2 separate regions of the Mus musculus genome follow, and region 2 is linked to region 1. Evidence: chromatin contacts called from public Hi-C data. All regions are on one chromosome and are shown on one strand. The core of a region is the stretch at or near the end of the contact, and the rest is flanking DNA. Distances in the headings are between cores, read along the strand shown. Region 1 overlaps Trappc9 (trafficking protein particle complex 9). Region 2 overlaps Trappc9 (trafficking protein particle complex 9).

What was found. A called contact is a pair of places that touch in the nucleus more often than the background predicts.
Region 2: a contact with region 1 is called in a Hi-C map of the N1E-115 cell line, with 5 times the contacts expected there. The contact joins two enhancer-like sites. A contact is called at or near these places in 2 of 15 datasets of contacts at CTCF or cohesin (large pre-B cells and pro-B cells), 6 of 484 Hi-C or Micro-C datasets (the N1E-115 cell line, bone marrow-derived macrophages, cerebellar granule neurons and 2 more), 5 of 115 datasets of contacts at active chromatin or transcription factors (T-cell acute lymphoblastic leukemia, embryonic basal ganglia, embryonic stem cells and 2 more) and 1 of 9 other capture datasets (embryonic stem cells).

The regions. Positions count from the first base shown.
Region 1 is chr15:72,657,319-72,662,912 of GRCm38.p6, forward strand. All of the region lies in intron 20 of Trappc9 (trafficking protein particle complex 9), which reads right to left. Among named protein-coding and RNA genes, the nearest start is that of Kcnk9, 110 kb to the left of the region's middle. Within about 2 kb of position 2,908, at least 33 of the 459 cell types and tissues checked have an H3K27ac peak or open chromatin away from gene starts, as enhancers often do. A contact at or near this core is called in the N1E-115 cell line, where this site is marked.
Region 2 is chr15:73,017,782-73,022,857 of GRCm38.p6, forward strand. The region is part of intron 6 of Trappc9 (trafficking protein particle complex 9); the gene reads right to left. Among named protein-coding and RNA genes, the nearest start is that of Trappc9, 41 kb to the right of the region's middle. RefSeq lists an enhancer at 2,638-5,076. Within about 2 kb of position 2,245, at least 57 of the 459 cell types and tissues checked have an H3K27ac peak or open chromatin away from gene starts, as enhancers often do. A contact at or near this core is called in the N1E-115 cell line, where this site is marked.

The DNA of each region.
Region 1 (5,594 bases), core at 1,658-4,157:
GAATTTCTATTGGGTTTTGCTGGTCACGAATGTGACCTCTCCTCCTTGAGCCTTGGACTATAGCACCTGTTAGAAAAGAAGGGTGCAGAGAGGTAGAAGCCGCCTTCAAAATTTCCCCTACTTGACCAATTCCTCTGGATTCCTCGCCTTCTTTTGGCTGACTAGAGCTGCTTTTAATTTATTTTATAAATTGGCTGTACAAATGCTCCATTTGGTTAATGAATTCCCAGAGCCCGGAAGGTCCTTCCTGGCTCAGGATTCAGGACCGAGAGCGCCTGCGCTGTCTCAGCCCCTGTGCGGCAGGCCTGGGGCCATTGTGCATGTTCTCGCTCAGTCTACCTACCTGTCTCCACATCTGCCCAGCTGGAGCTATGCATCCTTGGCCCTCCCCATCTATGCCTCGAAGATTCTATTCTCATAGCCAAGAGGCATCCTTGCTGACAGCCCTGGGGACGTGGTAGGAGGCAGAAGAAAGGCCCGATCTCTGCTGCTGTTGCTGTAAACCAATCCCAGATGACGCAGGGGAGACCCGCTGCCAAGGCTGCTTGCTTTAATTAGGGGGGAGATTGATAAGAGCTGTCAGGGCAGAATGGAGAGACTCTAAGCCTCACTGGTTTGCTGAGACATGAGAGGGAAGGCTGAAGATTAAAAAACAGAAAACTCCCCCTGGAAAGCTCACTAGGGGCTGAGCCGAGGAAAGAACAGCAGGGTAGGAAAGAGTTGTGGGAACTGCCCAGTGGCGCAACCCTCCACCAAGGTGGCCTTGCCTTGTGGGTTGTTTGGGAAGGTCACCTATGATGGCCCTTCCATATAGCCACACATCTACCACAATGTTTTTCACGGAAGCTGGAGACTCAGAAATGGAAGTGCCTCCTGCCTCCTCTCCAGGCAAGAGAATGCTCATCTCTGTATCCATGCAGGGCTCCATGTTCTTGCCTTAACTACTTGTCCCCCAAGCCTTGCCCTGCCAGAGGCCACGTAGGTATGCAGGAGGAAGCCAGCAGAAGAGTGACAGCCTGCTGAGGCCACGTTTAAGGATGCTGTGGCCAAGGCCTGGCTCAGGCCTGTGTAGCTCCTTTCTGTCCCTGTGTTTTTCCCAGCTGTCTGCCATGGTATACAGATGTGTAGGTGTGCACAACTAAGGTGAACAGATAGCTGGTGTCTCACTTGGATTCCCAACAAAGAAGAGAAAACAGGATTTGCTCCCCAAAAGTTGTCTGCAGCATGTTCTTGAATCCCCATGGGCAGAGAGACTAAGGCTCTGAGAAATCTTAGCTTACATGTCGTTTGTGATGAGAAAAAGAGACGCACTCTTTCAGGAGGCTGCTCCCAGTTAGAGATACTGTACTTCATACACTGAAGAAAATCACGCTTTTAAAAAATGTTCATGGTACTGGTGAAAACTATTCAAACTGAGCCACCATCTATCCCCCAAGGGGTCAGAAAGGAGTGAAAAGAGTGGCTATACACACACACGCACACACACACACACACACACACACACACACACACACACCTGGGTTCAAATACCTCTTGACTGAGAGATCCTGAGGAGGGACCCAGGAGTCAAGCCTTTGAGGCCTTCATCTCCACTAGCATGGTGTCAGTGTGGGGACCAGAGAGCAGGTGACAGAAGGACTGTGAACCTTAAGCCTCAGATTTACTCCCTCAGCCTAGCAGAAAGGCCTATACAGCGCCGATGGCCCAAGTACAGACTTTATGGCCAGTGTGATGTACACATGTAGCGTCTATACTAGCAGGACAAGTGCATTGCTTGTCCTCTGGGTGCCTCTGGGTGCACGGCCGCTTGGCGATGGTGGGAATGGGGGATCTTAGCCACCTGAATAACCACCTTATTTCTCCTAAGGCTTCCTATCTTTGCAAGGACATTTGCCCAAGCCTAAGCTAGGCTCCCTAGCTATCCAGGGACAAACCTGAGCAGTGGGGGTTTTGCCAGTGAGGATGCTCGCCCCATGGGAAATAATCCAGAATATGTCCTTTTCTCAGCTGCATGGTCTTCTGCTCCACCGACTCGCCACCTGGCTCCCACAGTCCAGGGAGTTGGCCTAGTCTAGAGAACACCTGTCTCTGGAAGCATCCTGGCATCTACAGCACGTCCACTTGGCTGTCCCCTGATGCTTTCCCACACATACCTGACATTTTAGGGACCCAACCCAGATGCTGAGGAGGACTCTGGATCGTTCCTTCCTGTCCCTACCTTCTCATCATGACTCTTCCTTCAGAGTCCATGACAGCAGCTCACTTCTGTCCCTCAGTGGAGCCACCAGAGAGCTTTCTTAGGGAGCATGTCTTTCATGCTGTCATGTCTGCCACTGAGAATATATTCAGCGCTACTCTGTTGCTGCAAATACATTGGGTGACAGTCAAACACCTAATGAATAATAACCAATATCCATTAGGCTATTGCACAACAAATGTTCTCCTGGTGATACCTCTGGCCATGCCTTTAGGCACATGAGATGGCTCCAGGTCTCCAGATCGTCCCTGGTTCCTAGACGGATGTCTCTAGCCTCAGAGACTCTTCTAGGTGGGACAGAGTCTGGTAGCCATTTCCTTTCCTTCTGAGGGGGTGGGGGGAGCCCAGCTATCCCCATCTTCGGTGAAGTGCAATTCACTGTGCTCTTGGGAACTAACATCCATCGGCTCCCGTTCCACAGAAGAATGTCAGCAGCTCATTTCTTAGACGTTCACAGCCTGAGAAAATGAGGTGTGGTGGGGACAACATAAAAATTGTCTGAAAGCATGCAGCCCAAAGGCTAGAAGGCCACTGGCTTTTACCTTCCATGGTTCACTGACTCTGGGTAATACCACACCCGTGTGTCCTTTGTATCAGTGTTTGCTACCCTGAGGCACCTCTGCCTTCCCTCCTTGTTCCCTGAACACAGAAGAGGTTTGCTGCAGACCTGGCTGATGTCACTGTAAGAATGAGTCACATCTGTGGCTCCATTCTGGGCTTTCTTACTCCCTACAAAGTTTCTGTAGCACCAGAGCCATAGCCCTCCTCCCGGGTGGGGGCTGGGCTACTGAACTGGGGCCCTGTCTGGCTCTTTGCTCTCCATGGACTTCACTTGTTAAAAGCCACACGCACCCCTGGTCTCAAGGGACCCTCTGTCTACCCTGACAGGAATACTGCCCAGCTAGATGTCCCATTTGAGACGTTGTTCTCAATGACAGCAGAACATTAAGCTTCATAACCTCATAGTGTGCCCAGCACCAAGCGTGTATGCTCAGTGCTCACCCAATGAATAAAAGAATGAGTGTCTGAGACTGGGTGTGTCTCCGGAGTGATCAGACAAAGACAGAGAGAGCATACCAGCAGAGATAACAATTTAAACAAGAGACTGCTGCAGGCTGACTCATCCTTTGAAAATACCTGACATTGGTGGGTAGACTGGTGGGTAGATGCTCCCACTGACGGAGGCTACATCTCTTATGGAGGAGAAGCCACCCAAACACTTCTTCCCCCAGCTTCCTCCCCACCCACCCCCAACTCTCAGGTGGGTTTTACCACATGATGGCAGAGCCCAGACCCCCCCCCCCCCCTGCTACAATCTATCTACTGCTGAGGAAAGCCTCTTGATCTCTAAGGTGCAAGCTGGAGAAGAAAAGAACAAGAGGAAGAAAACTCGAGTCAGAGCCTCTGGGCAACCCCTGGTCACCAAGCTCCATTCAGAGGAACCATCTGTCAGAAATAGCCATAAAAAAATATCTTTGACGGGGCAAATAATGTTCCATGAGGTGAATCCTCTCTCTCAAGGCTGGAAAGACCTCCTAGATAACCTTGATATGTCTGTCATCATGTAGTCCTGCTGGCCCACAGGAGGACACAGACAAGCTCCTGTGGGCAGGCCTTAGGCACTCAGATCTCTTCCCCACAGCTTTAGTAGCTAATGAAAATGACACCCAGCAGGAAGGTCCTCTGATAGCATCTGCCCTGCTCCACACATCCCAAAGCTTCCCGCCTTCCCTGCAGTCCTGTCTTTCTTTGCAAAGCTTGGCTTGGTGGGGTTAGGGGTTCCTGCAGGAACCATGACCAATGACAGAGTTTGGAGTCTGACTGGAAATAAAACGCATTTAAGTGTGTCACAAAGCAAGCGCTAAGCAAGAGGACAGGGAGAGACAGATGCAAGTACCTGGCATGGTGGCAGGGTAAGGCCTCCCTAGAGGACAGTTGTGCAGCTAAGACTCCAAGGTGTAGATCAGCTAGCGAACACAGGGTAGGAAGAGGTGGTGGAGGGCATGGACCCACATGGGTATGAGGGGAGAATCTTGGTCATGAGGTGTGTTGGGGTGTTGAGTCCTTTAGATTCTGATATTGGAACATGGGACACTGAAGGATTTTAGGGTGCATGCCAGCAATGTAGTTTAGAAGGAATGTGTACTGTGATCTTAAGGAAAGGTCAGGATGATTAGGGCTAGGCAAGCCATGAAGACATGATACTGTGAGCTGCTAGAGCCAGGGTGTTGTGTTGTTTGAAGATGACGGATGGGCTAAGGACCCTTCGGTTATGAAGCCGAAGAACTCCAAGGTCTGAAGTGACAGTGGCCCTGACTTGCTTTGGCCTTAGCCAGGGACTCCTAGCTATTATTTATCCTTGGGCAACAGAGGAAACATGGGAGTGCCTAGATCCTCACAGCCATCCTGCCTTTTGCTAAAGGACTCTTGTATCAATTTCTGCCCATCTAGCAGGACTGCTTTTCAATTCTATGCATCCAGAGGCAGTACTAGAAACCTAGAATTTCTGGGGAAGCAGTTGTATCATAAAGCGAAGGCAGAGCTGATGTCCTCTAAGCTTGGGCACTTGGTGCTGGTCAGTGCTTTCCTGACCCCTGAAGTGCACTTGAGCCCAGCGAGCACCTCTAGCCACCAGGGACAGTCCTCTGAGGTGAGGGTAAGAGAGCTCCTCATGAGTCTAAAGGAACCAAGGTGCAAGGCTATGAGCCAGTCTTTGGCTAGCTCTAGGAAAGGGGTGGCCGTGGGTGAGCCATCTGACTTCTCTAAACCTGTGGTTGGAAGCAAGTCCACTTTCGTGAGTGCAACAGTGGGATGTAGGAACCCTTGGGGCGCCAGCTCCACATGTAGCATTTTCCCGAGCTCTTCCCATGAGGCTCTGAGCCTTGGTTTTTTATGACCGCTAGCTGAGATGTGGTCAGAAAACCATATCCCTCACAGAACCCTGTCTCCCCCTGGTTCACTTGTTCTCAGGGTTTCAATCGGTGTAGGGTCAGGGAAATACAAACCAGCTTTGCTCACAACCTAGAGAGCCACAACTGAATTCATATCCTACCACTATTTCCTGGCTCTTATTGCTCTCTGTAATTCAGCCCCGACAGCCTCCCTGCGTGGCAAAACAGGAGGGGGGGGGGGGGACACAGCTGATCTGAGTCATCCAACTGATAAAGTCCAAGGTCTTAACATCCTGCATCCTTGTTTGGACATAGATGCTCACATGAACAGCTGAGCTACCATGTGAAGCATGCCACACCGAGGAGACCCTGCAGCGGTACTGGATCTCTGGGCTAAGTGAGGCAGGCAGAGACACGCAGGAAGAGCTATTTCTTTAACCCAGGCT
Region 2 (5,076 bases), core at 995-3,494, 360 kb after region 1:
CAATGAGATAAAACAGGAAGTGAACATGCGAAATACAAACAAGGGAAGCAAAACCAGAAACTAAAAAAGAAACCGCCATTGCAGCAGGAAGCCATGGAGGGGGCTGAGGGATCCCCCTGGGCTGAGACTGCGGCTCTGCGGTTCATGAGTGGAGCTCTTTGCCTGCTATGTGTGAATCTGAGGGTTCAATCCCCTGTGCTGGGAAGAGGCAGAGAAGGGAGGGGAAAAGGGAGGAAAAGGTGGAGGTGGAAGAGAAGAGGAGGGGGGAAGGCAAGAGGGATGAGAAGAAAGGAAAGAGAATGGGGGGCGGTGATTTCAGCTCTTTATACAGACACTCTCTATTCATAGGATGAAAGACAATGTGGTTTGTTTTGCTTTTTAGGGAGATTGGAAGAGCTGAGACAGAGCTATGTCGCCTAGGCTAGTCTAGAACTCACTCTGTAACCAGAGTAGCCCTGAACTCTCCACCCTCCTCCTACATCCTACAGAGTGCTGTGGTCACAGGTGCATACCACTATGATGGTTACTATGGCTAAACTCCCCAGATTCGCCTACAGAGGCAATGAAGTCAGCATCCAAATCCTTGCTGGCTTCTTTGAAAAAACTAACAGGTTTATCCTAAACTTCATATGGAAATGGAAGACACCCAGAAGAGTCAGGAAAAAAAAATCTTGAAAAAGATAAATTTCCAACACTAAATTTACCATAAAAGATCAAGCATGGTGACACGTGCTTATAATCCCAGCTCTTGGAAAGCTGGAGCAGAAGGCCCAGACTTTGAGGATAGCCTGGTCTACATAGCAAGTATGAGACCAGCCTGGGCTACATAGACACATCCTGTCAAAAAGCAAACAGTGGAGCTTTGGGCTCAGTGATCTCTCCTGAACCACACCAAAAGCATATGCGGTGTGCTAACATAACATGCAGAGAAACTGGATTCCATCAAAGGAAGAAAGGCATGTCTGTGAAAGACGTCACAAGTGGGCAGGGCCATGGTGGTGGACACTCAGGTGTCTCAGCCACTTGGAGGATGAAATGTGCCCATCCCTCGAGCCTTAGAATTGAAGACCAGTCTGAGCAAGAAAACAAGAGTGTCGTCTCTCTCAAAAGACAAATGAAATGGTGCACGTTCCTGCAGAGCGGAGACCTGACAAGAATGCACCCTCTGGATCACACTAAGAGCTCCTACATCCATACAACATGCAGAGCCAGCGAAGGATTGATGGTCTGGGTGGTACAGTTTGTGTTCAATGTGCATGAGACTCTGAGTTCAATCCCTGGCTCCAAAGACAGTAAAGGCTGCAAAGGACTGTAATGGAAATGTGTGGATGGCCGGTCAGCACAGGAGAAGATGCTCAACAACACGGGGCACGAGGGAAATGCAGATTAAACCAGAGCCACGAATCCCTCCTTCCCTTCTTGCTACTACAGCAGCTGCAGTCAAAGATGCAGGTCCCACCTATTCAGGGCCTCCTGAATGGAGAATGGAGCCCTCAGATCCTGGTGGTAGCCATCCTCAGCAATCTGACAGTGCCTCAAAACGCTGCAGAGTGGGATATGGCCCAAATGTACATCCCACACGGAGTGAAAACACATTCCACAAAACCTGCATGTCAGTGTTCACGGTAGCATCTTTCAACAGCCAGAAGGAGGAGGAGGAGATGGAGGAGGAGGAGGAGGAGGAGGAGGAGGAGGAGGAGGAGGAGGAGGAGGAGGAGGCAGCAGCCCCTGCTGTCCACTGGTGCATAAAAGGAAAAGCCAGACCTATAAAAAAGAGTGGCTAGTATCTGGCCACAGAAAGGAAATAGGTACTGACTTCCACTATGATGGGAACAAACTTGCAAACCTGTGCCAGGCAAGCTAGCTGGGTGCCGAGGGCAGGCACCACCCTCTAGCCAGTGGGCATCCCAGTGTTGGCTGCACCACTCTAGCAATCTTCCAGAGCCTTGAAGCTCTCCCGAATAAAAACCAAGTCTGCTGTGCATAACAAATATGAACTAATAAAAACAATTCCTCACAGGAGGGCCTTGAAGTGTTAAACGCAGAAAGGTTGTGGAGCTCTTCGTGGGACACCTTGCATCCCTACCAATGGTCACCGCTGTCATTGCTCGGAGCGGTGCCGACACTGGAGAGAGCAGCCGGATGAATCATGCGTCAGAGATTAATAAGTGTCTCTTCTCTGACAAGCACTGTGCCTGCACAGAGAGATGAATAAGCCCCCATCCCTTCTCCAGAGTCTGCGTGTATTACCAGACTCGCCTACTGAAAACACAGTTTTAACATTCACCTCAGCTGTAACCTCCTAAGGTAAATACCCTGGAACCTCCAAAAGCAGTGTGCCTGCGGTTCTCTCTGTGTCTGCAGTGCGCCTGCGCTACTCTCCGTGCCTGCATCTGTTTACATTCTGCCTTGTTCTAAAGAAGAATGTAAAATCAATTTTTTAAACACACACAATTTAAGAGCAGTAACAGCCAAAATATAAAAAAAAAAAATCAAGGTGAAAAAAATGAGATTATAGTTAAATAAAACCAGAGGAAGGTTCGATCAGAAAAATGCCTGCCAGGAAGTGGGTGTAATTATTAAGGTATCTGTAGACTTGATGCTAAGGTTCCTAACTGCTAAAGCGGAGAGGGAAAGCCAAGATTCCCCAAGCCCATGAGACCAAAGTGACTTGCAAGTCTCCAAAGAGGAATTCCCAAGTATCCCTCTCACCCCTCCTTAAAAATTACAGCTGCCTGCAGGGCACTGAGGTCTGGCTTCTTTTATCACCTTTTCTGGTTAGAGTGGAGATTTGAAACTCAGCTCAATGGGCAGTGCCTTTCCAAGTTGGGAGGGGGAGGGGAGGGGGTAGAGCAGAGCTGGCCCCCAAGGGGTCTCTGCAGACCCCTGGCTCTGGAATGACTGAGCCCCCCTCACTGTCCTCACAGACTTCCACTCTCCTGGACTCTTAGTCAAGCCACACACCAGAATCCTGTTAGACCAGAAATTTCTCAGTTCTCTCTCTCTCTCCTCTCAATTCCAGAAAGGAATCTAGCAGGTGACCTTCCTTCTCCACCCCCCCCCATTCAATGGTTTCCTTGTAAGAGCTGTGGATCCCCCCACGGTTCCCCCACAGTTCCCCCACGGACTGACTGGCCCTGGAAGCCATTGGCCAGTTGGCCAGCTTTGACCTGTCACAGCATTACCTCAGCCCCTTCCCCAGATGACACCCTTCCCCACTCTCCCACCCTTCTGACTCTGAGCTCAACCTGACAGGAGCACTAGGGATGCAGTCACTCTGGTGCCTACCAGGCTCTTGCAGGGTTTCCTTAGCAACAGCTTCATTAAGGAAACCCATCAAAAAAGAAATCCGAGGAGGAGGAGGCTGTTCTTGCATCTGAACAGAGTAGCCTGCATAAAATCTGAATGGCTTTGCAAAGAAAATTAACCAAAGACAAAGAGGTTGAAAGTCCCCTCTAAAGTCTCATAAAGGAGAATGTTTTAAAGGGCACCAATTGTTCTGGAACTTAGAGATGTGAGGAGGCGGAGGACGGGGCCACGCTGCGACCCTCAGAAGCTGGTCTAGTTTTCCAGACACTTCCTCAGTAGCACTTTCTCGTAAGGTCACCTGCCATTTTCTGTTGAAAACAAAAATGTATTCAGTCCCTCAGGCAGCCTAGGGTGGGGGAGGGGAGCTGCCACCGGGTTGGGCTTTTGGAATCACACAAGCGAGGGAGCGAGGGGGACTGAAAGAACAATGGGAGACTTTGTGAGCTGAGCTGGGTCTCACCCCTCAGTTTCCCTGTCTTTAAAACTGGCTGCAAGTGGTGAGGAAAGGAACTGACGAGACCTTTCTCAGGGTCTGCTCAGCACCAGATGGAGCCGCCACAAGCCCCACCAGCCAGCTACAGGGGAGACAGTCATCGCAGCCTGTGCATCTTTCTTTGTTGCACCTTGCTCTACATTGCAACAGTGCTTATGCTCCTGGGATGAAGGCCTCCCGAGCTGCTCCTCCGCAGAAGGTATCCAATGGGAGCGTGGTCTTTGTTTCTGTAGATCTGACTCACTTGGGAATTGTTTGCCTCCATGTCTTTTGTTTATCAGCCGGTTTCCCCTCCTCAGCGCCGGCCAGTGTGGACCATGACTGTCTGCAGCTCACTGGACTTCAGGAGCAGGCTAGCAGGCAGGCAGACAGAAACACTTTGCCTAGAGTCACTCCTGCCCATCCCAGAGGCAAGGGAAGGGAAGGGAAGGAACACAAAGGGTGCATGAACACGTGTCCCAGGGACCCCTCACCTCTAAGCCACCATCTTCTTTGGTGCCTGAATCATTGTTCCTTTTCCTAACCTCCCTCTGCAGATAGGGGTGGCTACATTTAGACCACAGAATCTCAAGGAACAGATTCCTACTTCAAGAAGTCTGTGAATGGATGCCAGTGAGGTTTGCAGCCTCCTTGCCACCCTGCTGTTCCCAGACGGTGTGCAGCGGCACTAAGTAAAGGAGAGAGGTGGCTGCTTGCTCTCCACAGAAGACAAGCTGAGAGGGTGCTGCATGGCTCCTCTATTCACAAACAGGGGAAAATGATGACTCAAGTCCCAGCCCCTCTGTTCTCATATGAACCTTGTCATTTGCCTGTGAAACCCTCATGACCATTGCACAGATCTGTACACAGCCAGCTATTTGTTGCCATTTGGGAGTGCCAGATAATTACCAGAAATCACTCGCCTAAACCAGCCAACACACGCAGGTCACCCTGTGCCTGCACAGGGAAGAGGGACTCTGCATCTATTTTGCAGAGCACCGATAAAGACAGTTTTATCCTCCAGTTCTGAGGTTTTGGATTTTTGAGACAGAGTTTCTCTGTGTAATATCCCTGACTGTCCTGGACTCCCTTTGTAGACCAGGCTGGCCTGAAACTCAAGAAATCTGCCTGCCTCTGCCTCCTGAGTGCTGGGATTCAAAGTGTGTGGCACCACCAGCTCATGCAGGGATTCTGAAAGACAGATGGAACTTGCACTAGTCACATCTCCATTCCTTCCCAAATGTCCGCCATTTGCCGCCGAAGTCCTTCGTTACCATCAGCTCCACAATGGATCA